Regions from separate parts of the Ovis aries genome. Here region 2 is linked to region 1. Evidence: chromatin contacts called from public Hi-C data. All regions are on one chromosome and are shown on one strand. The core of a region is the stretch at or near the end of the contact, and the rest is flanking DNA. Distances in the headings are between cores, read along the strand shown. Region 1 overlaps FHIP1A (FHF complex subunit HOOK interacting protein 1A). Region 2 holds the start of FHIP1A (FHF complex subunit HOOK interacting protein 1A).

Region 1 (5,774 bases), core at 1,029-3,528:
AAATAATAGTAATGGATGCACAACACTGTGAATGTAGTTAATGCTACTGACTGAAAAAGATAAAGATGGCAGAGTTTGTTTTATGTATTTACATGTACTGAAAAAAATTACTGAAAATTAAAAAATAAACCATCTCATGCGACAGTCTGGGTATATGGCCTTTTAACGCTTACCACCTCTCTCCACCCACCAATACTTAACTTCTATTTTGGTACCTGAAAATTAAAACAAATTTTATATCTCAGCCTCCATTAAACGTTATGACTTGGAATTTCTAAGATAAATATCCATTCAATTCACGTCCTTTAAAATGTATACACGTTAATTCTCAAGCATTTTATCAATGACTTTCAGTTGCTCCTTTTTGCCTTTCTGAACCACACGCTCTGTGGAATATGTTTCACTTCGGTCTCACCCTCCCGGCCCAGTTCTAGGACATGCCGTTACGTGTTCTGGTATTTAGGTTATAGAATTTCTGCAAGTCACTGCGGAAACTGGCAGAAGCACAAGGCTATGTCAGCAGGCATGAGCAATGAGGGAAATTTATTTCTCAGGGAAAAGTCTAAGATTTTCCCCTTTCTGAAGCAGAGTAAAAGAACATTTATAGACTAGGCTAGTTATCCTTGTGGATGAATAAATTTCTACAGAATCTGTAATCTCCATCGGCTTCCATTATAAAATTAAAAATACTGCCAGGGTGATGCCGAAAACATCGCCCCCAACACCCCTGAGTTGACAGTTTCAATGAGGAAGGCTGTGGTTAGCAGTTACCTGGGACATGCACAGCTCAGGGACTTGTGGCCTAGGCCTTCCCAGTGGCCATCGCCTCTTCTTGGCTGCCTGGACTGCAGAGTGCCCCTCTCCCCCAGCCTCCACGAAGCCCTCCAGGACTCCTCACAAGCCTGAGGACCTCACTGTGAGAAACACTGGGGTCTGTGGTCCCCCTTTGGTTCTGGCCTCGACAGTCTCACAGTGTGGGATCGCAGTACCACACTCGTCCAAAAGGGGGCACCACCTCGATACAGGATGCTCTCCAGCCCCAAAGCCCCCTATAAGGCTCCACATTCTAAAGAGCAAATTAGCTCCATACTTAAATTAATTCGATAATTTCAAAGTTCACATATTGAGTTTACTTATGAGAGCTATCTATACAGCAAGGCCTCGGGGTAGAAATGTAATTATACTTCTCATGTGTGCTTAGACCGTCTAAACTATCTTAAACTGGCACAGTGCATTATACATTGACGGTGGCGCTGCAAATGAGTGCCGACTTTCTAGAAAACAATCTGGCAACATGTAACAGAAGCCATAACGTTGTTCCTGCCCTTTCACTTGTTAATCTCACTTTGGGGAAAATGCCTCAAGGAAACAACACAAAGATAATTTGTTTTAAAATGTTTACCCAGGCTATATTTTCAATAATGAAAACTAAAACCATTATTGACCCAAATGGTCAAGAATAAGAGAGTTATAATCACAATGTTACATCACCATACACTAATGCTATTAAAAATAAATACGAAGTGAATCATATCATTATATCCAATAGATAAGGAAAAATAACTTGTTAAAAACTAAATATATTGACAAATAGACCCACAGTTAGAAATGAGTTTGAAGATATAATGAGATTGTAAGGTTAATTAGTTCTTCTTTTCTATAAATTGATCTAATTTCATAATATAAGTAAAAATAAAAACAAAGTAATTTTGTTCTTTTGTCTAAAAGAAGGACCAAACGCTGAGTTAAAACAGTAATGAACAGAAACTCCTAACCAGTATAAATTTTCATATATGCATATGTGTTTATTCTATATGCATGCCTTTAAATATTTATAAAGTATCTAAATGTATATATGTAAATATAAAGCAAAACTATTTACACGATCACAAGCCACACTTTTCTCATGGGTTAATCTTCATTTATATTACTTATTTCAAGACACTCCTCTGCAAACAGACCTACTTTTGGTGGGCAGGGGGCCACGAAAAACCCACAAAAGAGAACTGAGATTTTTATACAGAATGTAAGGCACACAGCAGCTTCTACATGGAGAGCTCTCTCTGTATCCCCTTTACAGAAGCTCTTCTACACCACCTTCTGGGTTCATGGGCAGAGGAACATGAGAACAGAGCTGTGATAGCCCCACAAAGAAAGAAAAGGTTTGCTGGTCGTCTGGAACAGGGCCCTCGCCTCATTCCCCAGTCTGGCCTGGAGGCTTCACTGCCCGAAAGACTGGTGTGTTACAGCCAGGGCCCTGAGTCACAAGCTCAGCAAAGTGCTGATTCTGCCTGTGCTGCCGCTCGTCCTTAGCCTCCCTCTTCCAGGTGTCAGGACGCTCCCGGGCCACCTCCCTTTCCCTTTCAGGCAGACACACCCTTGACCTGCTTTTACAAGTGGGCTCTGCGGGCCACGCCCTGCGCCTGGTTCCCACCCTGACAGGGAATGCCCAGGAAGCTTCCCGGCCAGAGTACAACTGGCACGGAAACAGCCAGGAGCCTCTGTTCCGATGTCCCAGGTCAGCCGTCCAGGTGGGCTCTGAGCCCTTTCGGGTTCTGTCGGCTGATTCCTGCTGTGACCTTGACCTTTCAATCTTTTCCTTATGTGCCCTCTTCTCACATCACTCCCACCAAACTCCAACATTCCCGGGCCCCCGCTTCTGCTTGCTGCCCAGTTCCACTCACCTGCTGCGGATCCCTGCTGCTCACAGGGCCCTGACCCACTCCCCTGCTTAACCCTCTTACACTCTCAGCCTTGCCTCCAACTCCCCAGCCCTGGCTCTTCCTCAGCCATATGTGCTTCGTCTCAAGGATTCAGTTTACGGGAGGAAAACACAATTATGGGGGCGGAGAGATCCAAGCAGGAAAATATACTTTACAAACATTTCCTTTACTAAACAAGTTCGCTTTGTTAGGCAGCTTCCCTTGTAGACTCAGCTGGTAAAGAATCTGCCTGCAATGTGGGAGACCTAGGTTCGATCTCTGGGTTGGGAACATCCCCTGGAGAAGGGAATGGCTACCCACTCCAGTATTCTGGCCTGGAGAATTCCATGGACTGTATAGTCCATGGGGTTGCAAAGAGTCAGACACGACTGAGCGACTTTCACTTCACTTTCACTTTTGTTAGGCCAAATACCACTGAACAAACCGAATCAACCCCCGATAAAGCCCATGCTCACTATATACGCCAGCTAAGATCAAAGGCTTCCCTGGTGGCTCAGACAGTAAAGCATCTGCCTACAATGCAGGAGACCCTGGTTCGATCCCCGGGTCAGGAAGATCCTCTGGAGAAGGAAATGGCAACCCACTCCAGTTCTCTTGCCTGGAAAATCCCACGGACGGAGGAGCCTGGTAGGCCACAGTCTATGGGGTCGCAAAAAGTCAGACACAACTGAGCGACTTTACTTTCTTTCTTTTCTTAAGATCAAATACGGGACTGTAAATGGTTTTCCAATTACAGCCAGGCATTTGCTGATCTACCAACTGTAACATATACAAGCTTTTGTATATATACTAGATATATACACATGCATACATACAGATATGGAGTCATTTATATATTTGCATAAATTTTACATTTATGTGCAAATTCACATATATTAAATTTACGTATCTATAAGTTTCACATATAAAATTAATATATATGTGTTACATATATTACATTGTTTAATGTAAATATAATAAAAATATGTGTAAATTTATATACATAAGGATATAAATACAAAAGGATCAAAAGCCCAAATCATGTATCATGATTCTAAAAAGAAACAAATACACAAAAAATCAACAGTGTGAGCAATGGTATACAAATTATCATCTGACCAACACAGCTAAATTTTTAACCTAACTTCAAAGTTATCTGACCTGTAACTATGAGGATCATTAGAGCTCAATAAGATAAATAGCATATTTCTTCCATTAAGGGATATCAGCTACTCCTATCCTTAGGTTTAATGATGGCTCCTACGACTCAGCGAAAATGGGTCTGAATTTCAAACATGCACAAATTCTAAATAGGAAGCTCAAATGCTTTCAGAATGAAAGATATACATAAATCACATAATCTCACCACACGACAACAAATTCTTCATGATAAAAAACGTTTCTCTGACAGAAGATTAGCTTTGACTCCACCTTACTATCATTCTATGTCTTATATACACTCAGGTAACAATAGATGACTATTTATGCTACTTTGGTTAGAGCCTAGTTATTTCAAGAAAGTCATATGAATACAATCCATACTTCCAAACCCTTTGGAATGCTAATTTAAAATGGCATTGTGGAAGAAAAACAAGTTACTAAGCAACATTTTCCATCACAGAGAAGGAGGACAGGATTTAGTGATCTTAACGCCAAATTCCATTTAATGTACCAAATCAACTACAACAAAAGCAAATTTCCATTCAGTCCTTGTTCACTACTTAGCAGCTGTGTCCTGTAATTTAGGGTATTTTGTACACACCTATTCCCACGGGAGACCTTTACACAATCATTTCTTCTTATATTAAGGGAACAGCCTAATAATATATGTGTACCTGCAGAACTTGGTTAACGTCGGCTTCAATTCCGAACTATAGAGATGTGTCTAAATCTAGAATTAAACAGGATAAAGCAGAAACCATATCTACATGCCATACCTCCCTGGGACCAGAGTAGTAATCACTATAACACAGAAACACAGTAGGAGCATCAGCCAATAAGATAATATGTAAACTAATCCTTAAGTTGCTGCTGCTGCGTCGCTTCAGTCGTCTCTGACTCTGTGCGACACCATAGACAGGCAGCCCAGCAGGCTCCCCCGTCCCTGGGATTCTCCAGGCAGGAACACTGGAGTGGGTCGCCATTTCCTTCTCCAATAACCCTTAAGTTAGGTATACATAATTTTTTTTCTAAAGTTTCATTATTAGAGGAGAGACTTAAGAGTAATGATCTGTGAAATAATACTCCAGAGACCCCTGTAATTCCAAGCACAGCAAAAACAGACTTATCACCAAGCATACAGTAGGTGAGCTTCTGAGATTTCAACATGCTGCCCAACAACGCTAGAGTCTAACAAAGGCTCAATTCAATGCCTTGGCCCTCTGCGGAAGTGCAGCTTTTGATCTGCTGTACTTTCTACTGTCAAAAGCTGCGGAGAGAGACATATAATTTTTAAATACTAACATCACTTTACTAGGAAAGATATTGAGAAGACTGATCACAGAGTTCTCTAACATCTTCCAATCTTTCATCGCTTAAAGACTTCACGTCATTTCCCTCTGTTATTTAGTCTGTGATAAGGCCCAGACCACAAGAGTAAAGATGAACAGAGCAAGACAATGAGTTTCACAGGGAACAGGCTGAAATTCCCTGACTGTGAAATCAGGGAATGCTGATCTCAAAGCCATCTTCACTGTGATCTCTGTGCTTCTTCAGTGGAGTCAGGCCACTTGGGGCTCTGCACAGGTCACCCTATTTAGAACATATTATCTGTTCTTCATTATTATAGGAAGACATTTCACTTAATCAAGCCAGATTCAGTTTTTTTCTCAGCCCCATCCCCTCCAAGAAGAAAATGGCTACTAAATCCACTAGTGTTTCTTTATCATTACCATTACACAATCTGAACTCTGATACACTCTTAGCTTAAAAAATTATATAACACTTATCTTCTGGAGGCTGAGAGTAGTAAGGAGAAGCTCTGCACTATTAAGAGGCACACAGAAATGTGCATTTCTCATTTCTAATTGAGTTTGTTTAACCTCTGGTCTCTTGGTTTTAAGAGCAGACATC
Region 2 (6,349 bases), core at 2,730-5,229, 210 kb after region 1:
TGAAAGGGCTGGAAATAAACAATCTCTGCAGTCTCTTTTGACTTTAAAATTCGAAAAACAAACCTTTACTCTTTCCTTGCCAAAGAAGACCTAAAAAAGCAATACACATGTACACAGCATAAAATATAAGGTCTAAGGTTATAAGGTACTTGGCCAAAATCAGCAAGAGTCCTGCCTGGCTCCTCCTCACCCTTGAGTTCCACTCTCCAAAAGAAGCCCTTTCAACTCTTTTAGATGTTTCTTCTAGTAATTAATTCCATACTTTTAAACCCCACACTTAAGTTCTATTTTCTGATTTTTTCAACTGTAGATCCTCGTCAAAGTTTCTTATGGCAACCAGTAGGGCATTTATTTACCTACCCCACCTCCTGGGGTGCACCTACACTGTTAACATGCAAAGGATATAAAGATGACATGCATGTACACACACGTGTATGTACGTGTTTCTACAGTCCCCCGTGAGCTCACATTTTGGTTAATGAGAAATAAGACCCCATTTTGCACCCAAACCTGCACAAAATGCAGCAGAGAAAAAATTGAAAGCCTGTCCTCTAAATCAGAAACACTGCACTTGGGTCTGAGTTCAACATATACAGGAACAAAATATGCACCTAAAAGTTTCCTATTTTCTCTGAATCTCATCTGTTTTCCTCCTGTATAATCTGAATATAATAGCACGAACTTCAAAATGGTTAAATCACAAAGCACAAATATGGTATATGCTCGGTCCCTCAGTCATGTTCCAACTCTTTGCAACCCCAGGGACTGTAGCCCGCCAGGCTCCTCTGTCTATGGGATTTTTCAGCCAAGAATACTGGAGTGGGTTGCCATTTCCTCCTGCAGGGGATCTTCCCTGACCCAGGGATCGAACCCACATCTCTTGCATCCCCTGTACTGGCAGGAGGATTCTTTAACACTGTGCCACCAGGGAAGCCCCCATACTACATCTGATCTTAGCCAAACAGCCAAGAAGCGATGGCAAAAGCTGCCTTTTTGGTTAAGTCAGCCACCTCAAGACCCACAAAAAAGTTACTTTCTGTGACTGTCTTCACTAAGAGATCCCTATAAATGAAGTTCCTGAAGCTACTGGTCACTTGAGCACTGTTCTCCTGTGTAGGCTAAAAACTAAGAGGCAGACGTCATCGAGAGTAAGAGTGAAGTAAAGGTGTTCACTCTTCACACAAGTGTGAGAAGTAAGGGTGAAGTAAATCATGTTCCACGGCCAAAATCTGAGGGGCCAGCTCTTCCAAGGTCCTATGTATCACCCAATGAGACAAACGTGCATAGAACATCGAGCATCTAAGCAGGGATCAGAGAAAGCAACTCTGTTTTATATTTCCAGAGAGAGGGAGCTTTCTTATCAAATTCTCTTTGGAAAAGTGAAACAAGAACATCATTTCCAAAGTCACACCTCAGCCTTCTATATGATATTTCAACATTATCTGTACATCTGCTTTCTGACTTGCAGACATAATCTACTGACTTCCTACATGGCAGAAAAGAACTCTGCAGAGAAAGTGTTTGGAACCAATTTCAAGAAGTTATCACGAAGAACTGTCCAGCAGAGCATTACCAACACTGTAGTAAAACAGTCCTCTCATTTCTGGTCTTCAGAGGCCTACATTAAAAGTGATACAACCTGGGCTCCCCTGGTTGTCCAGGGGCTGACTCCACACTCTCAAAGCAAGGGGCCCCAGTGGATGCCTGGTCGGAGAACTAGATCCCACATGCCACAACTAAAGATTTCGCATGCCATAACGAAGATCAAAGATCCCATGTGCTGAAACTAAGACCTGGCTCAGCCAAATAAATATCTTTTCTGGTATATAAAGTGATACAACTGTACTGTCTCTATTTAGGGAAAGGTAGGAAGCTAGCTGGGTAGTTGTGCCTAGATTGTGAAACCACTCTAAATCTCTCTCTGAATCTAGTTCAGTGATAGGCAGTTTCTCTTGTTTTTTCCATCTGCCCCACACAGTTAAATCCTGTTCCTAAAGCTACAGGACAAGTGACAAATGGGACCCCAAACTTTATTTCAAGACAAACATGGAAACGATTTCTATGAACCTGGCAGAGAGGGGTTAACTGGAACTAAAAGAAACCAGCTTTTAATTACCTGGAAAGGTTATCTAAATCCAACAAGTATGCCACATTAAGCCGTAAATGTACAGATTGAGTCTCCTGTTTGATTTCTGTCCAGCGAAGACCGCTAAAGTTCTCCAAATGTGGACTTGGGCTGTGGTACGCTACGTTTGGGCAGTTTCAGGGGAAAATGTCCTGTCCAGGGCCAGGTGTTCAAGTGAATTTGAGGTCAGGCAGGTTACCCTGCCAACCAGACATGGTACATTAAGGAGAGGAAATCTTTTTCTCTCGCTAATCAACAGGATAAAGGTGATTAAGCAGGAATTATTTTTCAATGACCTACATAATTTCATCAGGGCTGCTGTGGCTATTAGCAGAGAGCAGCTGACTTCCTAATGAGATGAATTTGATAGCAGGCCCCTTCCAGAGAAGGCCTCCAGTAGGCCCAGTCTACAGGGAAGCAACAAGTGGTGTGCACTGCTCACTCCTCCTCCTCAGGAGGATCTCTCCTCCGTTTTTATTTCCTTTCTTCCACTGGGAATATTCCTCACCTTGGATGGCTAAGGTTGCAGCACCTGCTGAATGGTGGAAGCTGGGTCTATTTTTTGTTTCATTTTTATTTTATACTGGAATATAGTTGATTTACAATGTTGTGTTAGTTCCAAGTGTACAGCAAAGTGATTCAGTTATACACATTCATATATGCATTCTTTTTTCAGATTCTTTTCCCATTTTAGTTATTACAGAATATTGGGAAGAATTCCCTGTGCACCCAGTTGGATCCATCCATTCATAACACAGCAGGATAAATTAGGAGTCTGGGATTAACAAAACTCGGCTCTATTAAGAATGGATGGATCCAAGTGGGTGGGACAGAACTGGGCTAATTCATTAGACCTGCCCACTTGATTCCCAAAGTCCCCAGAAACAAGGCTACCTACCCCTGCCATCAACACCTGGCTCTGGCTGGGCTCTTGAAATAGGACAGCAGTTCCACTCCCGAGCAGAAGTGGAATTATAACAAAGGACCTTTGTTAAGGTCGAAGCAGGACACACACACACACACACACACACGCACGCACGCACACACACACACACACACACCCATCATCATCACCGTCAATAATAACTACGACTTGAAAGCAATTTCATTAGAGAACTTGATGGAACTGAGCAAAAGCCACCCAACGAGTAAGTCCTCACACCTGGCAAGTACTGCAAACTTCAGAGTGGCACCGCCTCTGCCTCTGGTATAAAAGCGACAAGGTCTAGAGAGGAAAACTGAGCCCAAGACCTCTTCGCCTTTGCCTGCTCCTCCCGTAGGATTCAGCTCTCCGGCCCCAGGGACCAAGAAAAGGGTGGAGAGCCCTAATGCCACCCTTCTCCGTCAAAACAAGCTAGCTCTCTCTCCCCCGGGATCAGTCACCGAGTAACGCCCGGTCCCGCGGCTCGGGGAGCCAACCTCCTCCCCGCCGCGCCTGGCCCGACACGGAGACCTTGTCTGGGCTATTCCCAAGGGCCCGCTCCCAATTCCTGCGCCTCCCTCCCGGTCGGAGAGCTCAGGAAGAGGCGCTTCTGCTCTCCCGCTTCCCACAACCCCTAAAGCAAGAGAGCCCCTCAAGCGCAAGTCTCAGAACCGCGCGCCACGTACCTGTCAGGGGCCGCGGCTCCTCCTCCCGAGGGCGCGGTGCGGGGACAGTGCAGAAAGTTTGTGCCGCTGCCCGCGCCGGACGCTGCGAGGAAGGGGGAGCGGGCTCCTCGCCGGGTCCGGGACAGTCCGCTCCGCTCCCGGGCCGGCCGACGCTCGCAGATCTCTGCTCGGCTCCCCCCTGCCCGGCTCCAAGTCTACGGCGGCTCCCCGTGAAAGGACGAGGCGGGAGAAGGTCCGAGCGCAACTCGCCGACGGTGCGTCAGCGGGTGGCAGAGTCTCGCCGCTCCCCGGCTCCCCCGCCCCCTACCCCGCGCCCTCGGGAGCGCAGGCGGGGCTCGGCCGGGGAGGGGCCCAACCTGCCAGGCCGGCCCGGGGGAGCGCGCGCCCGGCCCCGCCCCGCCCCTCCGGCCCCGCCCCTCGAAGGCCCCGCCCCTGCCTCCGCCCCTGCCCCCTGCGCGTGGCCGCCAGGTGTGGGGTGGAGAGGGGTGGGGTCGGCTGCGACGTGGCCCCGGCGCCCGTTGCCAAGGTGAAGGAGGCGGAGCCTCTGAGGGAAAGTTTCCACCGAAACTTGAACCCCGAGGAATGGAGGACACCTCGCCCTTGGGGACTCCTCTATCGCTGGAACTACACCACTTCACGAACACACACACACACAACATTTACAATCGTGCCAAAAGGCTCATTACTTGGGTTTTGCTGAGTGGAGAAAGTGAGACACCTCCATGCAACACGCACCCTGTGAGTATAGGTGTACGTGTCACAGTTCACTGGCAGTTTTCCCCCAAATATGAGGGCTCTTTAATTGGACAGTTCAACAGCAAAAAGAAACTTCCCCATCTCACAACTCCTCAGAAAATGAGAGAGCAGGTTGGGAATCCATTTCCCTACGCCCAGGGTATGGCGATGGCCTTTGGCACTGCCTTTCCAGAACCCAGACCTTTCCAGAACCGGACTCCATGTTTGCTGGTGTGTATCATCGGAGACCCTGCCTGTTGTCTTGCTGGCACTGCTACCTCCTCCTCCCCATTCCTCCTCCTTCCAAGCTCCTTGCCTGTTTGGACGGTAAAGTCGAGGATCTGCTTTCTGAACTTTTAATCCAGGAGGAGGAATCAAATTCCTGGTTAGAGGCTCTCTTGGCATTTCCAGAGCCCTGTGGTTGGTGTGGCTGAAACTTGAGGTGAGCCGCAATCAGAGCGGGTTGGGCCGAACTATGGCTTGCAAAGGCGGATGTGGGGTTTTTCTTGCCCGCAACATCCTGCTTGCGCCTCACCAGATTCTCCTTTGGAGGAAGTATATCTTCCTCCCTCCATTCTCGATGAATGGCATCCAGTGACAACGAAAATCAAGTCTATCTAGCTTCGGGTTCTCTCTTGCAACCTCAGTAATCAGAGGATGCAAAAACTTCACACTTCCAGCTCTACCACCACTGTTATTCTTGATGACTGCAGCAGGGATGCATCTGCTGCAAATAACTCTCAGGGGTCACCAACCTTCCACCGATAACAAGTGCAAGACAGGTGGCTAACTAAAAGCTGCGGAAGGACAGGGAGATAGAAGCATAGGAGCGAGGAAGTTCTGCCCAGCAGGTCAGGGCCTGTTCTAACAATTGGGATGTGGGGGAATCATTTATTCAACCATTCTAGAGTGTTTTTCCCATGCTAGGCATTCTCCTAGGGATTGGGGACACAGCAGAGAACAAAAACAAAAATTTTAACCCTCATGGAGTTTACCTTCCAGGCAGGAGACACAAATGATAAAGAAAATATGTGGACTACCATATGATTCGGAGAAGGAAATGGCAACCCACTCCAGGACTCTTGCCTAGAAAATCCCACTGAGGGAGGAGCCTGGTAGGCTACAGCCTATGGGGTCGCAAAGAGTCAGACAGGACTGAGTGACTTCACTTCACTCATTTCACTCACTTCATACTTTATCACTGGAGAAGGAACTGGCAACCCACTCCAGTATTCTTGCCTGGAGAATCCCATGGACAGAGGAGCCTGGCAGGCCATGGTCCATGGGGTCGCAGAGAGGCAGACACAACTGAAGTGACTGAACACACACTCACGCCATATGATTAGAAATGCTGTGGAGAAAAAATAGACAGGGGCAGAACATAGGAGTAAGCAGCGTGTTCTCTTAAATAGGCGATCAAAGAAAGCTGCTGGAGATATTTGGGCAAAGGGCTGAAGGAGGTGGGAAACAAGATATCTGAGCTGATAACTTTTGAGGCAGAAAGCACAGCAAGTACAAATGCCCTGAGGCAGAGGCAGGATGCCTGAGTGTGCTGGGAGCAACCTGGAGGCCACTGTGGCAGAAAGAAGTCAGAGAAGAGGGAGAGGTGACATGGATCAAAGGAAGCCCCCACGCTGAGTGAGCTGGAAGCCACTGGAAGGGTTTGTGTAGGAAAGTGACATCTTCTGACACCTTGTAATAGGATCACTTTGACTGCTGGGTTGAGGGCAGTCATGGGTGAGGGCTGACGCAGAGACCAGTGAGAGGCTACTGAAATAACCCAGGAGCAAGAGGAGAGTGACTGGGCCAGGGAGACAGAGGTAGTGGATGGAGTGAGTTGACAGGGGAATCCTCCAAGCCTGGATATGGAGTGTGGAGGAC

Evidence for each region. A called contact is a pair of places that touch in the nucleus more often than the background predicts.
Region 2: a contact with region 1 is called in a Hi-C map of muscle, with 2.1 times the contacts expected there. The contact joins the promoter of FHIP1A here to the enhancer-like site in region 1. A contact is called at or near these places in 2 of 16 Hi-C or Micro-C datasets (liver and muscle).

Annotation. Positions count from the first base shown.
Region 1 is chr17:6,368,128-6,373,901 of ARS-UI_Ramb_v3.0, forward strand. The region is part of intron 4 of FHIP1A (FHF complex subunit HOOK interacting protein 1A); the gene reads right to left. Among named protein-coding and RNA genes, the nearest start is that of GATB, 200 kb to the left of the region's middle. Within about 2 kb of position 2,279, at least 11 of the 54 cell types and tissues checked have an H3K27ac peak or open chromatin away from gene starts, as enhancers often do. A contact at or near this core is called in muscle, where this site is marked.
Region 2 is chr17:6,576,184-6,582,532 of ARS-UI_Ramb_v3.0, forward strand. FHIP1A (FHF complex subunit HOOK interacting protein 1A) reads right to left here and starts at 3,980. Exons shown (of 14, transcript XM_060400969.1): 1 at 3,734-3,980.